Linked DNA regions of Mus musculus: region 1 is linked to region 2. A link is a contact called in public Micro-C data. All regions are on one chromosome and are shown on one strand. The core of a region is the stretch at or near the end of the contact, and the rest is flanking DNA. Distances in the headings are between cores, read along the strand shown. Region 1 has its middle 42 kb from the start of Cdca2. Region 2 overlaps Ebf2 (early B cell factor 2).

Region 1 (6,078 bases), core at 1,950-4,449, 320 kb before region 2:
TGCACTTGAACTTTGTATCCTAATATCTAGTCTATTGCTTGCCTGCTCCCTCAGCGCTAAGCCTTCTACAACCTCCTAGTCTCGGTGGCAGCAATTTAAATATCTAAACCACCAGTAGACCTAGAATCTGCAAATCTTATCATTAAACAATGGCCCCAGAAATCCTTTAAATCATTAGCTGTCCTTCAGCCTGATAGCAGAAACATGTTAACAAATAGAGCTCCCTATAAATAACACACCAGGGAAGAAAGCTCCTGCTGGGCGGCCCATTTCCCCCTCAGAGGTGGAGCTATTTGTTACCGCCTTGGCACCGCCAGGTCTGGAGCCCCTGCCGGGAAGGACTGATGTATTTTACATTAACAGGCAAAGTGAGCCCCAACTTCTTCTGCTCAGGGGCGACTTGTCCAAAACTTTCTTTTATCTCTACAAAATCATTTATGTGCTTTTCTCTCCTGTGTGTGTAGTCACTAAGTCAGGACCACTAAACACACCAAAAAGAGAACGAGTTAACTTGTTTAGAAATGTTTTAGGTTGAGTGAGTTTTAAAAAGGGTGGAGAGTCCCAAACCCAGACTTAGCAGCATGTGTAAAAGGCCTTAGGCTCTCAGGACAGTTTTAGTGTTCACTGATTGCTATTTGCCTCTTTCTCTGTTACGGCTTTGTTAACTCAGCTGCATCTGATGGGCAACAGTTTACAAACTCGATTCTCAAAGTTCTGGCTGATTGTGGTTCAGTTTGTCTAATGTCAACTTGGTACCTACAGTAAAACTGTAAGTCCACTCGACAAATTATGTTCATTCTAAAATGTTTCATTATTAATGAATGGCTTGGCTGATATTTATAGACGTCCCTTAAACCAGTGGTTCTCAACCTTCCTAGTGCTGCAACCCTTTAATACAGTTCCTCATGTTGTGGTCACCCGCCCCCATAACCATACAATTCTTAATGTCTTGTTACTTCATAGCTAATTTTGCTACTGTTGTGAATCATAAATTTTGTTTTCCAATGGTCTTAGGTGACCCCTGTGAAAGGGTTGTTCATCCCCAAAGGGGTTGTGACCCACAGGTTGAGAACCACTGCCTTAGTTTCTTAAAGAATATTAAGGGGCCTAATCTACCATATCTCGCCCGTATCAGATGCTTAGTGTAAAGTTAACTTCTGTGTCTGATCACAGTTGCTACATCCATCCCCTCCCTCATGTCTTTTCATTAATGGTAAACCGAAAATGCTATTTCTTTGCTTTAAATCTTTTTTTTTCTAGAAGTAGCTAACCCTGGATGCTTACCTTAGACTGTCTCTGGTCTTCCTTGATTCTGTCCTTGCAGATATTCTCATTTCTTCCAGAAGATGGCAGTGTGGTTCCTGCAATTTTCCTTCCCTGGGCAAACATGAAGGCCAGGGCTGCTTGTACCTACTGTGGCTTGAACTTCTCTTATATTTTCCCTCAGTTTTTATCAGAAATTGATGAGTATGTGTGGGGAAATCAGAGGACAAATAATTTAAATGAAGTATAAACAACTTTCTGTGTACAGAAACTCAGCTGTCATGCCTCTTCCAGACATCTTGTGCCCATCAAGTGTGGTTTGCCAGTGTTGTCTATACATGCATGCATACACACACACACATGTATTACGTATGTATGGATACATTAGATAGATAGATAGATAGATAGATAGATAGATGTTAATTTGCAGCCTCTACTCCACAGAGTCTCATGACTGTCAGTGTTACTGAGGACAGCCCTGTTGCCCTCAGTCTCTCAGCCTTATGTGGAATTATTGCCTTTGGACAAATGAGGATGTGAGTTGTTTCCTTCTTTTTGGTTCTAGGAGTTGATGACAGAGCTGAAGTGATAGCTAGATTCTCTTCTGTAGATTCTGGAAAGTTCCTCTGACATAGAGCTAGCATCTCAAGTAAACCAGCTTACAAATGCTGACCTTTTGAAAAGAACATACTGTTTGAACTTTGGAAAATGTATATGGTTACACACCACCTTGACGTCAGAGTAATATCATGTCTGACAACCCAACCCTCACCCCTAGCTCTTACAGCTAATGATTTGAATTCAGTTGTACTTTTTGCTTTTTTTAGAATGTCACAGAAAAGGAATCTCAGATGATTGATTGATTGGTCAATCGTTTGTGCCTATGTTTTAAACAGCATAATGCTTTTGAGATTTATCTGTGTTCCATGTTGTAAATGGTTCCTGCTTATTGCTGGATGTCACTTCACTCTGCATATTTAGGTTATAAGATTTGGGGCTTTGTTAAGGATAAAGTTATATACTGTTCAAATGTTTCTTTTTACAAATACACATTCCCGTTCATCATGGAGACTTACTTAGAGCTAGAATCTTGATTTGTGTCTCTCAGTGGCTGGTAACGAACATTTCCCTCTGTTTGCTGTCCTTGTGCCCTTGTCTGTTGGGGTGTCTTACCCAGGATGTTTGTTATTAGTACTGAGTTGAAAGTTTGTTGCATACTTTTTGCATTTTTGCATACAACTCCTTTACTAAGTTTTTTCTTACTAATATTTTCCCCATTCCATGGCTTATTTTTTTGTCTGTTTTCTTGGTATTATCACTTTAAGAAAAGGTTTTCATTTTGTTGAAGTTTGAATTTATTTATTTTTCTTTTCTTCTTTTCTTTAATGATTCATGTCTTTTGTGTCCTAAGGATAGCCAGGCATGGTGTTTCATGTCAGTAATCTCAGCACTGGAGAGGCAGCAATTATTGTGAGTTCAAAGGTAGCCTAGGATATTTAGTGAGTTCTAATCTTTTCCTGTCTGTCTCAAAAGACAAAAAGATAAAAAAAAGACATTTCCCCAGATCAAGAGCACAAAGATTTTTCTAGAAGTTTCATGGTTATATTTCTTGATTCGGTTTTCTATCTACTTGGAGTTCATTTCTGTGTGCCATAGATGCTGGAGTGGCCTTTTGTTTAAGTGGAAATCAGCAGGCACCATTTGTTTAAAAGCTCATCTGTTCATTAAATTGTGTCAATACCTTTGCTGAAATCATGCTCCTGTGTCTGGGCCTTATTCTGTTGGTCAGGATGTTTACCAGTGTCACAGCATCCTGAAGGCTCTTCTCCTTGGGCTGTGAGTTTTATCACTGTTTACTTATGGGGATAGACTAAAAGCTAGCTGAAGCAAAGGGTTAACCAGTCTGGGGGGGGGGGGTGCTTCATCATACCCAGAGTACACTCCCTTTTGGAGACCATGAGTCAGGAGTACAAGCATCCAGAGAAAGGGTGGGAGGCCAGCTTCCCTGGAAGTTTGAGCCCAGTGAAAGTTTACTGGAGTTCATTTGCATCAGGACCTTAGGGCCCTGATCATCGTTTACGATAATTAGCTTTATTTAGACATTGTCTTAAATTAAAGTTCAAAAATAGGTTTGCCTTTTTTTTTAACAAAAGATAAATTTGTTTCATTTATTTTCATAAAGTATTAGAGTTTAGTTTACTATGAAACCTGTCATTCCATGCTTAAAAAGTAACCTTAAGATTTGAAAACTGTTTCTTACTAAACTGGCCAATTTCCCTGCACCGAGTCATTCCAGCGTTCCAGCATTTATTCAGCAACTACTGTGTGTGGGCATTGTTTCTGAAGACTCTGCTCTGTTTTCTCCAAGAGACAAAGTAATGGTGTAGGGCAGGCTTATAAAGGCCTCCCCAGCTCCCTTCTGCCCTCCAGGTGGGACCAGCTTCTGTAGGTCAGGCTGCTCTGCTTCTTCGGAGGATCGGAGGGACCGTCCCTAAGAGGCACATGCTTTACAAACACCCTCTCATTTCTTCTCCTGTAGGCTTTTCTTGTGCATTCCCCCCACCCCTGTTAGGTTTTAACCAGTGAGTACATCTTAGTGAGGCATAAATGTGGAAGACTAGTACAGAATTAAACAATAAAAATATAAAGACACTTCTCTTCTTACACCTTTTAAAATCTGCTGTCACATCTTGGTCTCAGCAAATCCTACTTAAGTCTTAGATCAAGTGAAGTTGTTATTAAACTCAAACAAACACACACACACACACAGAGCAGAATTCTCTCTTAAATTCACTGGAAAATTGCAAGACCTTACATAAAACTGAGCATAGAGTGCCATGACCTAACAATTTCAAATATGTCCAGTATGTCACTTTTGGGCATTCTTTAATCCTTTTCTTTTTTAGTGATTCAGCAATAACCTAATTGTTCAAGCGAGGAGATGAGTAATTATTGTCACTAAATAGACATTTTTTTCTTATGTCTTCAACTGAGGTCAGACCCTAAAGATTATCATCCTAAGAATTTATTACAGAAGTAAGGGATTGGGATTTAAGTCTTTTCTGAAAGTGTCTGTTTTGGTATGTTTAAGCATTATGCTATATATGAAAAGAAAAAAATGAACATAAGAGTCCTAAGGAAAAAACAGTTTGTGTTATATAAGGGCTGGTTGGAACTTTGTCATTAAGATTCCCACTGCCCAGTTGAAAATACCTTCTTTTAGGTCTCTTTACTTTCTCATTTGTCCAGAATGTTTAAATTGAGTGAGTTGTTTGCATTGTGAAGAAAGGATGCTCTGCAGAGCCACAGGCAGCTGGTATTTTAGGTTTAGATAAAGGAAAAAATCTGATTTCCAAAAGCTGAGATTTTGCTCTCTGGGATCTCAAGGAAGCTCTTAGACTTGTTTGTTATTTTCTCATTTTTTTTTGGCCTTAGTCACCTTTAAATTTTCCTGCTTTATGATATTTCTGCTTTGAGAGAGGCACTATCATCTCCAACCACACTGCATCTCCAGTTTTCTGATACCTTGAGTGTGTGGTGGTAAACAGAATTAAATGTCATTTCCTTCACTGAAGGCGCCTTGGGTGTTTACAAAACTGTTCTTTCAAATGTCTGCTTCAAGTATTGAAATAATTTTTTCAGTATGAAATTGACATCAGGCAGTTGAAATTTCCTAGCAGGAACTGAGAGAGTGGTTTTCTTTTCAGAAGGTAAGTTGTATGATTTTCTACCTGACATTTGAACAGATACAGCATGCCTATTTTTCGTTGTTCGTGCCAGTATTGTCTTTTCTTGTTTTAAACTTAAAAACTGAGAATGAAGATTTTAAGAATATTCCCCAACTCAAACCTGAAAAACCTGGTGTTAGTCTTGGGTGGTTTCCAGTGACCCTCTGCCTCCTTCTTCCTGCCCCCTGTGTCGATTTGGAACTGGGCAGCCATTTTTGTTTTTGGAAGGGAAAGGAGACAGATATAATGAATGGCTTTTATTGTGCAATATTTCAAACTCTCTTGAATGCATTCGAATGGGATGGAAACCGTTCTGCCCTGTGTCATAGCCAAAACAAACACAACAGATTCCCTAAACCTGGACGAGTGTTTCTCTCAAACTGGCAACAGAGTTCAGCTCCCAGGACAAGAATTTGGTTTGACAATTTTTAGCCCTTGTTCAACTAAATATTAGGAGAGGTCACAGCCAAAGCAAATACCATGGAGGAAACTTAATGCACATATTTACAGCTTACAGGTAACTCTTTTTTTTTTTCTTAAAATGTTAGAGATTTGTCTTAAAAAATTGCATTTGTAGTGGTACTTTTAACTAGACAACTTTTGCTAATATTTTTAAGAATGAACTGCCTGATAATACTAACTCCCAATGTAAATAATTCCAGAGAGGTCCCAAAAGAGTGATAAATGCTTGAATTTAAGTATTTAAACATTTAGAGACCACTAAGAATCTGAGAATTCTAAGGCCATCAAACCTAGCAAATATGCACTAGAGGTCCCTTGACGTAGCTTTCTATGCCCGCCTCCCCCCCACCGAAGAATCCCCTCTAAGAAGCATCAATGGCTCCTTTATGAGGCAACCTCCAGCCCTGTGTACTGACTCCAGTCACCCCCACTTGCCATTAAGTACCCCTTTGCCTCCGCAGGGAAAAGGTATTGTACATAGTCGATAATTCATTTTGTAATATGCCATTATGCTTCATGACCCTGACAAAGTACGTTTATTATTAATCACAGTAATAACTTGGGATTTATGGTTACTTAGCATCCACAGGTTCTCAGTTTGTGTCTTAACCAAGACGTAGTGGAA
Region 2 (5,976 bases), core at 42-2,541:
GCAGGCCTCACCTCCAGCCATAGAGACACATCCACAGTCAGTCTCACCTTCAAGCCAAAAAAGGGAAAAGAGAGAATGTGTGTCCTGACAGGTAGCAGGTGGTACATACGGAATTATCATTGGCCATTAACACCAGGTTGGGTATCACATTAGCCACCTTTAGACTGCATTTGCCAACCACATAAAAATATAGGACCGGGTATTTCAATATTCTGCGGCTCCCTTAGCAAAACAGATTCTTCTATTACTTAGAGGTAACTGGCTTTCATTAAAAAAAAAATTTAACTTTTTTTTTTAAAGAAGAACTAAACCAAGATGATATAAAAGTGAAACTGGGACAAAAATCAGGTCAAGAGTTTGATACAAAAGCATTTGGATATGGCTAATAATATTCTAGAGTGTTGTGAGTTTAGGACTCCATGGTCATATTTAGTCTAATGGGACCCGAGCCCCTCAGCCTGCATGAGATTAGAAGAATCATACGTTTATTTTCCAATTTGTTGTACAAACTTTGCTGGCTCTTGGAACCTCTATTCACTCGGCAGGAATTACCAGCTTTGGGAAGGCTTCCAGACCTTAGTACCAAAGCCAGGAACTTCTTTGCCACGCCATGAGAATGTTTGTCCCGGCTGACTCTTTGTTTTGAAAATGGTCTTTAGTAAGCACACAGAGTACTGGGGTTCACTGTGACAGTTCCGCACTTGTGTTGACACACACACACACACACACACACACACACACACAGAGTTCTTAGTTGTCCCTCCCACTGTCTCTCCCTGACTCCCTCTCCCCTTTCCTCCCCAAAGCCAAACTTCAGCTTCGGGCCATGGGTCTCCATCAACCTCCTCTTTTCCTCCTCTCTGTAATTGATACAGAAAGCGGGCTTAGAATGTAGCTCAGTGGTAGAACACTTGTCTGGCTTGCTTGATGTCTTCAAACCAATGCCCAGTATCACAAGCACACAAAAAATATGAGTGGGTTGGCCTGAACTTGTCTCATAGGCGATGGTCTGATAAAGTGGAGAGCTCCTTTGATCCACAGGGGCCTTCGGGGGCCCTGGAGTTTGGAGTGTAGTTGGTAGCCTCTCCCTATGTGGTAAATTAAAAACAAAAACAAGCAAACAAAACCCTTCCCTTAGGGAGTCAGCAACTGACCTGGAAGTGAAATGTCCCAGCCCTTCACTCAGAGGCTTTCTCAAGGAGCAGCAAGTGAGGCCTGGAAGCCTGGGAAACAGAAGCCACCACTCCCTCGGGAAGACACACAAGACCCAGCCCAGGCATGCTGGGAGAAAAGCCACTCTCAACCAGCGTCCTCTGCTGACTCGGGACACCAGGGACCTGACATCGGGGACCTTCCCTACACTCCCTGTCAGAACTACCACTCCTAAAAATGGCTCTGGCCCAACACCATGACAAGGAAATCATCTTGTCCCATGCATGAGTCAGAATGCATTGGCTGCTCTAAATCCACCATGCCTTCTGGAGGACGCAGCCTTGAAATCAGACAGATTGGAACCCTCCGGCTTTTGTTCTTTTAAAATTAGCCCACATCATGCCAGAGGGAACATAAGAAAAGCGCCCCCGAGAGTGGCAAGGACAGTTCCGTGGGTACAAACACTGGCCGAGCTCCTGCTTAGGAGGCAATGCATTCAAATCCGCAACACCCCTGTGAAAAGCAGGGACCAGCAATCCCAGCACTTGGGCGTTGAGACCGGCAGATCCTGGGAGCTTGCTGGCAGCCATCCTAACAGAAACCATGAGCTCTAGCTTCAGCAAGAGGCCCTGTCTCAAGAGAGCAAGAGGGGAAGAGATCCAACATCCTCTGCTGGGAGGACCCACGTGCACAGGCTCACAGGCTCATGCAGTTACATACCCACTGCATACATCACTCATGACATACAAAGACTAACAAACAGCACTAAACAAACAGCTTGATGGCTATCCCATGTCTCCAGATCTTGAAATTTGTTTAAAATTTTGTGTGCATGTGTGTGTGTGCGCGCCCTTTAGCCTTATGTTTTGAGACAAGTCCTCATTGAACCTGGAGCTGACTAAACTGGCTGGCCAATGAGCACCCATAATCCTCCACGGCACTGGGATTACAGGACTAGGTTGCCCTGTTCTAAATAAGTACTGGACTCTAAACTCAGGTCTACATGTCTGTGTGACAAGCAGTTGGATGACTGAGCCATCTCTCAGCCCTATATAGCTATAATATTTTAATGCCGATGTCGCTAATAGATTGATTTTGCTCTTAACGCTACTGTCTTCATCGGAATTCAATGTTTATGTTTTTTTTTTCCTAAGGAGATGAGTCATTGAAAATGGAAAACAGTACCCGTGTCACCTGCATGGTGCATGGTGTTAACCTCCTCTGCCGCCGTGAGTTCATACAGACAGCATAATGAGGTGATGGTGTGATCTACAGGATAAAAATTAAGAGTAAAGGGATAGTGTCCAATTACTACCTATATTCACAACAATCTCTTCTCTGTCTCTCGCCAGCCCACTCTCACCCCTTGTGCGTGTTCCCTCACATGTCTTCCCCGTAAAATTGGATAATACCTCTGAGGGATGCTAGGAGAATTACTTAGGAGCTTTGGGGAAGACTTAAAACACCTTTAAGAACTTTCTGGTGAAATAGCAGATGCTGTTAATGTTCCTAGCATGGCTTCAGCTTTGCAGTAAATAACCACGCCACACTTGGAGAATTGTCTTTCTACTCAGTCAAAACGATCCTCTCCCTGGAGCTTAGACAGGTGACCCTCCACCTAAAGGGCTCTGTTTATTTCCAAAGAATAAATTACACAGGAGGGGAGCACAGTGGAGAGTAATTAAGTTGCAAGTTGAGGAGGGATCAATGCTTACTCTTAAGGGGTTAAATACAAAGCTGATTACATCAGGCAGGGATCCGTGTTCCATATTCAGCTGTAAAATAAATGGGAGTTCCGTGTTTGGAGTCTGAAACATCGCTCAAAAACACTAAATCAATTTAGCGTCAATAATCGCCAGATATATGCTAGATTAAATGAAGCAATGCAGATTGCTTTGTTCGCAAAGAAAACAGGGCCAAACAGTTTTCCTGAGCATAGCTAATTCCCCAAATCCTCTGGTTCCATAACCAGACGTCTGAGCCTGAATTCTGACTCTTGCAGCCTACGACTTGGCACGGGATGTTATAGGTCTAGCTGTTCCGTGCCTCCAACACACACACCGAATATCAGAGCCGCAAGGTGACGCTTAAGCAACCAGCATTAAGTACAATGGTGCCCGCTGGGACTCCCAAACACACCAGACACAAGTGAAACAAAGGAAGCTGTTCTACAGTGTGGAGCTCAGAGTTTCCCAGGGCTCTTTTAGAATGTTTTGGAAACACCTGTTTGGGCCTTGGGGGGTCGGCCTCACTTTCAGACTGCTCTGTTCCTCCAGCCCCGCCACAGCCCTGTAAGCCCAGTCGTTGTCCCAGGGTTCTGATTATAGGATTGGATGGGGCCCTATATCTCAGAGCATTGGCGCCATTTTCACCAAGGCCCCAGAGAACAGTTCCTTCTATGGGAAACTCTGACATCACTCTCCCCCATTCTAAACTCTCGTCATTTTGAAAAGTTACACTCGGGACAAATTTTATACCTAAAGAGACCTGAGGTTGGAGAATTTCTCTTAGGATCTCATAACTCAAGAAAGATTCCCCCCACCCCTGAACAAAAGTATGGGTGAAGAAAATGACCTAGGAGAGGCCATCAGAATAAGATGTTGAATGAAGACAAGGGGTTGTCCACACCCTGGGTCTATCAACAACCTGGGGTGTCTTTCAGCATGTCAAAAGTACATGCAGCAAGGAGCTGGCAGAGAACCAGGAATCTTGGGGGCCTAAAGAACCTCCCCATTTGCCAGTCTTCTACATTCCATTCCCAAGTCACCCTCACCCACCGTTTCATCAAGCCTCAGCTGTGAACACATTTCTTTAGCAGCCTTTTGACATGAGTCCATACTTGAGTGTGCAAGCATGAGTGTTCCTGTGCATGTGTATTTATACCTATGTGTATATGGATGTGTATGTATATACACATGTGTTTTCACGCATATGTATATATATATATATATATATATATATATATATATATATATATACCAAGGTACACAGACATATGCACACACCTGTGTATATGTGTGTGAACACATGTGTGCCTATATGTGAACATGTGTGTGCATTTGTGAACATCATGTGTGTATGTGTGTATATGCACATGTGTATGTGCCTGTATGCTTATGCACCTGTGTGTTACCACAAAACACATAGCAGCTCTTCACGGCATAAGCAACAGGCAGCCAACTCCAGATAAAGAAAACTGTTTTAAAAGCCTGAACAGCTAGCTATGTGACAGTATATTTTAAGGTTCAAATCTGACTCGCTCTGCTCTAGAGTTTAGAAACCCAGGCTCTGCTTATAAATGGTCCTGAAATACAGTTGATATGAGCAGGTATCAGCCCAATTCCCTGAAAGTTTCCCTTTGTTAATTACTTTGTAGGCTCTATCCACTTTCATGCTATTCTTTCTGTCATCTGTCTGTCTATCTATCTATCTATCTATCTACCTACCTACCTTTCTGATTTCATTGTCTCTCCTACCTTGCTGAGTTATATCATTGCAAACTTTCCTCCACTTCCTCATTGATGGTTTAATGAATTTTCTCCAATAGATAGTCAGTTCACAGGGGTTGGGAACATGAGGCAAGAGCTCCACACTTACAGGTATACATTGCCAGGTGTGAAAAGTCTCATCCTGTCCATGAAGTCGGCCCAAACCCAAGGCAGAACAATTCACCTATGGCAGACACTGTTGCAAAGGGCAGATATTTGGGGAACAAAATGTCAGCCCATGAATTCTCACCCTCATTGTTGCCCATACTTTCTAAGTCTGCTAAGAGACATGTCACTGTCTCTTGAATCAAGTGGCAAGCAAATATCTTAGTAAACAGCCTTGAGAGGGAAAGGGGGCCCTGTCTCTGAGTTGCATATCAGTTTGTTTCCTTACCTCAACAGTCAAAAATAAACCCACCATGTCTTCTATTATCCCTTCTCTGGGAATTGGAAGGATGGCTCAGTGGTTAAGAGTACTTGGTAAACAATCATGAAGACCAGAGTTCAGATCCCATCTCCACGGAACAAGCCAAACGCCTTGCTCACTACTCCACTCAGGGAGCACACAGAAGGATGCCTGAGGATTGCTGGCTTCCAGCTTAGCAGAAACAATGGGAGCCCCAGAGGTCAGGGAGAGAGATCCTGTCTCAAAGGAACAGACCAAGAAAGTGACAGAAGACACCTCACACCCTTCTGTGGCCTCCATGTGTGCACACAGGCACACACAGACACACACACACACACACACACACACACACACACTTGTGTGCACACATGCACATCTTTTCTCTCTCTCTCTCACACACACACAAACTCACATACACAGAGGCACACACACCTGTAAACACATGGTATAAAGCTTTCTCTCTCTTTCAGAGGTAACACATACCTGTGTACACATGTATAGCTCTCTCATACACACACTTGTGCACACAAGTGTACATTTCTCTGTTGCACACAGACAGACACACACCTGTGCATACATATGTACACCCCGCCCCCCCCCCTCTCTCTCACACACACACACACACACACACACACACTAAGTAAATCTAATGGGAAGCCCCTTTTATACAGTCTGTTGAGGGTTTTCATTGGTCAGGAAGTCTACATCAGTCTCATCTCCTTTATCCATTGCCTTCTCCTCATAGTTCACCTTCTCAAAATTCACCCATAACTGACATCCAGGCCAAAAAGGCCCGAACTCTCCCTCCATACCCTAGCCATTTCCTTGGAGACTTTATTTCCATTCAGTTTTAAAAGTCATGGGTATGGGACTCAGGGTAAGGACACAGAATCTGTCCATCACCTTTGAGGCAACCCAAACTCAGCAGAC

The links. A called contact is a pair of places that touch in the nucleus more often than the background predicts.
Region 1: a Micro-C map of brown adipocytes shows a contact between it and region 2, with 2.6 times the contacts expected there. The contact joins two enhancer-like sites. A contact is called at or near these places in 6 of 39 promoter capture datasets (the 3T3-L1 cell line, 3T3-L1-derived adipocytes, hippocampal neurons and 1 more), 24 of 484 Hi-C or Micro-C datasets (3T3-L1-derived adipocytes, the C3H10T1/2 cell line, MC3T3-E1-derived osteoblasts and 18 more), 3 of 115 datasets of contacts at active chromatin or transcription factors (astrocytes, fibro-adipogenic progenitors and heart atrium) and 3 of 9 other capture datasets (embryonic stem cells, embryonic tail and embryonic trunk).

The regions. Positions count from the first base shown.
Region 1 is chr14:67,670,117-67,676,194 of GRCm38.p6, reverse strand. It overlaps a transcript of Cdca2 not described here. Among named protein-coding and RNA genes, the nearest start is that of Cdca2, 42 kb to the left of the region's middle. Within about 2 kb of position 3,199, at least 20 of the 459 cell types and tissues checked have an H3K27ac peak or open chromatin away from gene starts, as enhancers often do. A contact at or near this core is called in brown adipocytes, where this site is marked.
Region 2 is chr14:67,353,081-67,359,056 of GRCm38.p6, reverse strand. The region is part of intron 6 of Ebf2 (early B cell factor 2); the gene reads right to left. It overlaps 4930438E09Rik (RIKEN cDNA 4930438E09 gene), which reads left to right. Exons shown (of 6, transcript NR_045961.1): 4 at 2,307-2,408. Among named protein-coding and RNA genes, the nearest start is that of Gm6878, 41 kb to the right of the region's middle. Within about 2 kb of position 1,291, at least 25 of the 459 cell types and tissues checked have an H3K27ac peak or open chromatin away from gene starts, as enhancers often do. A contact at or near this core is called in brown adipocytes, where this site is marked.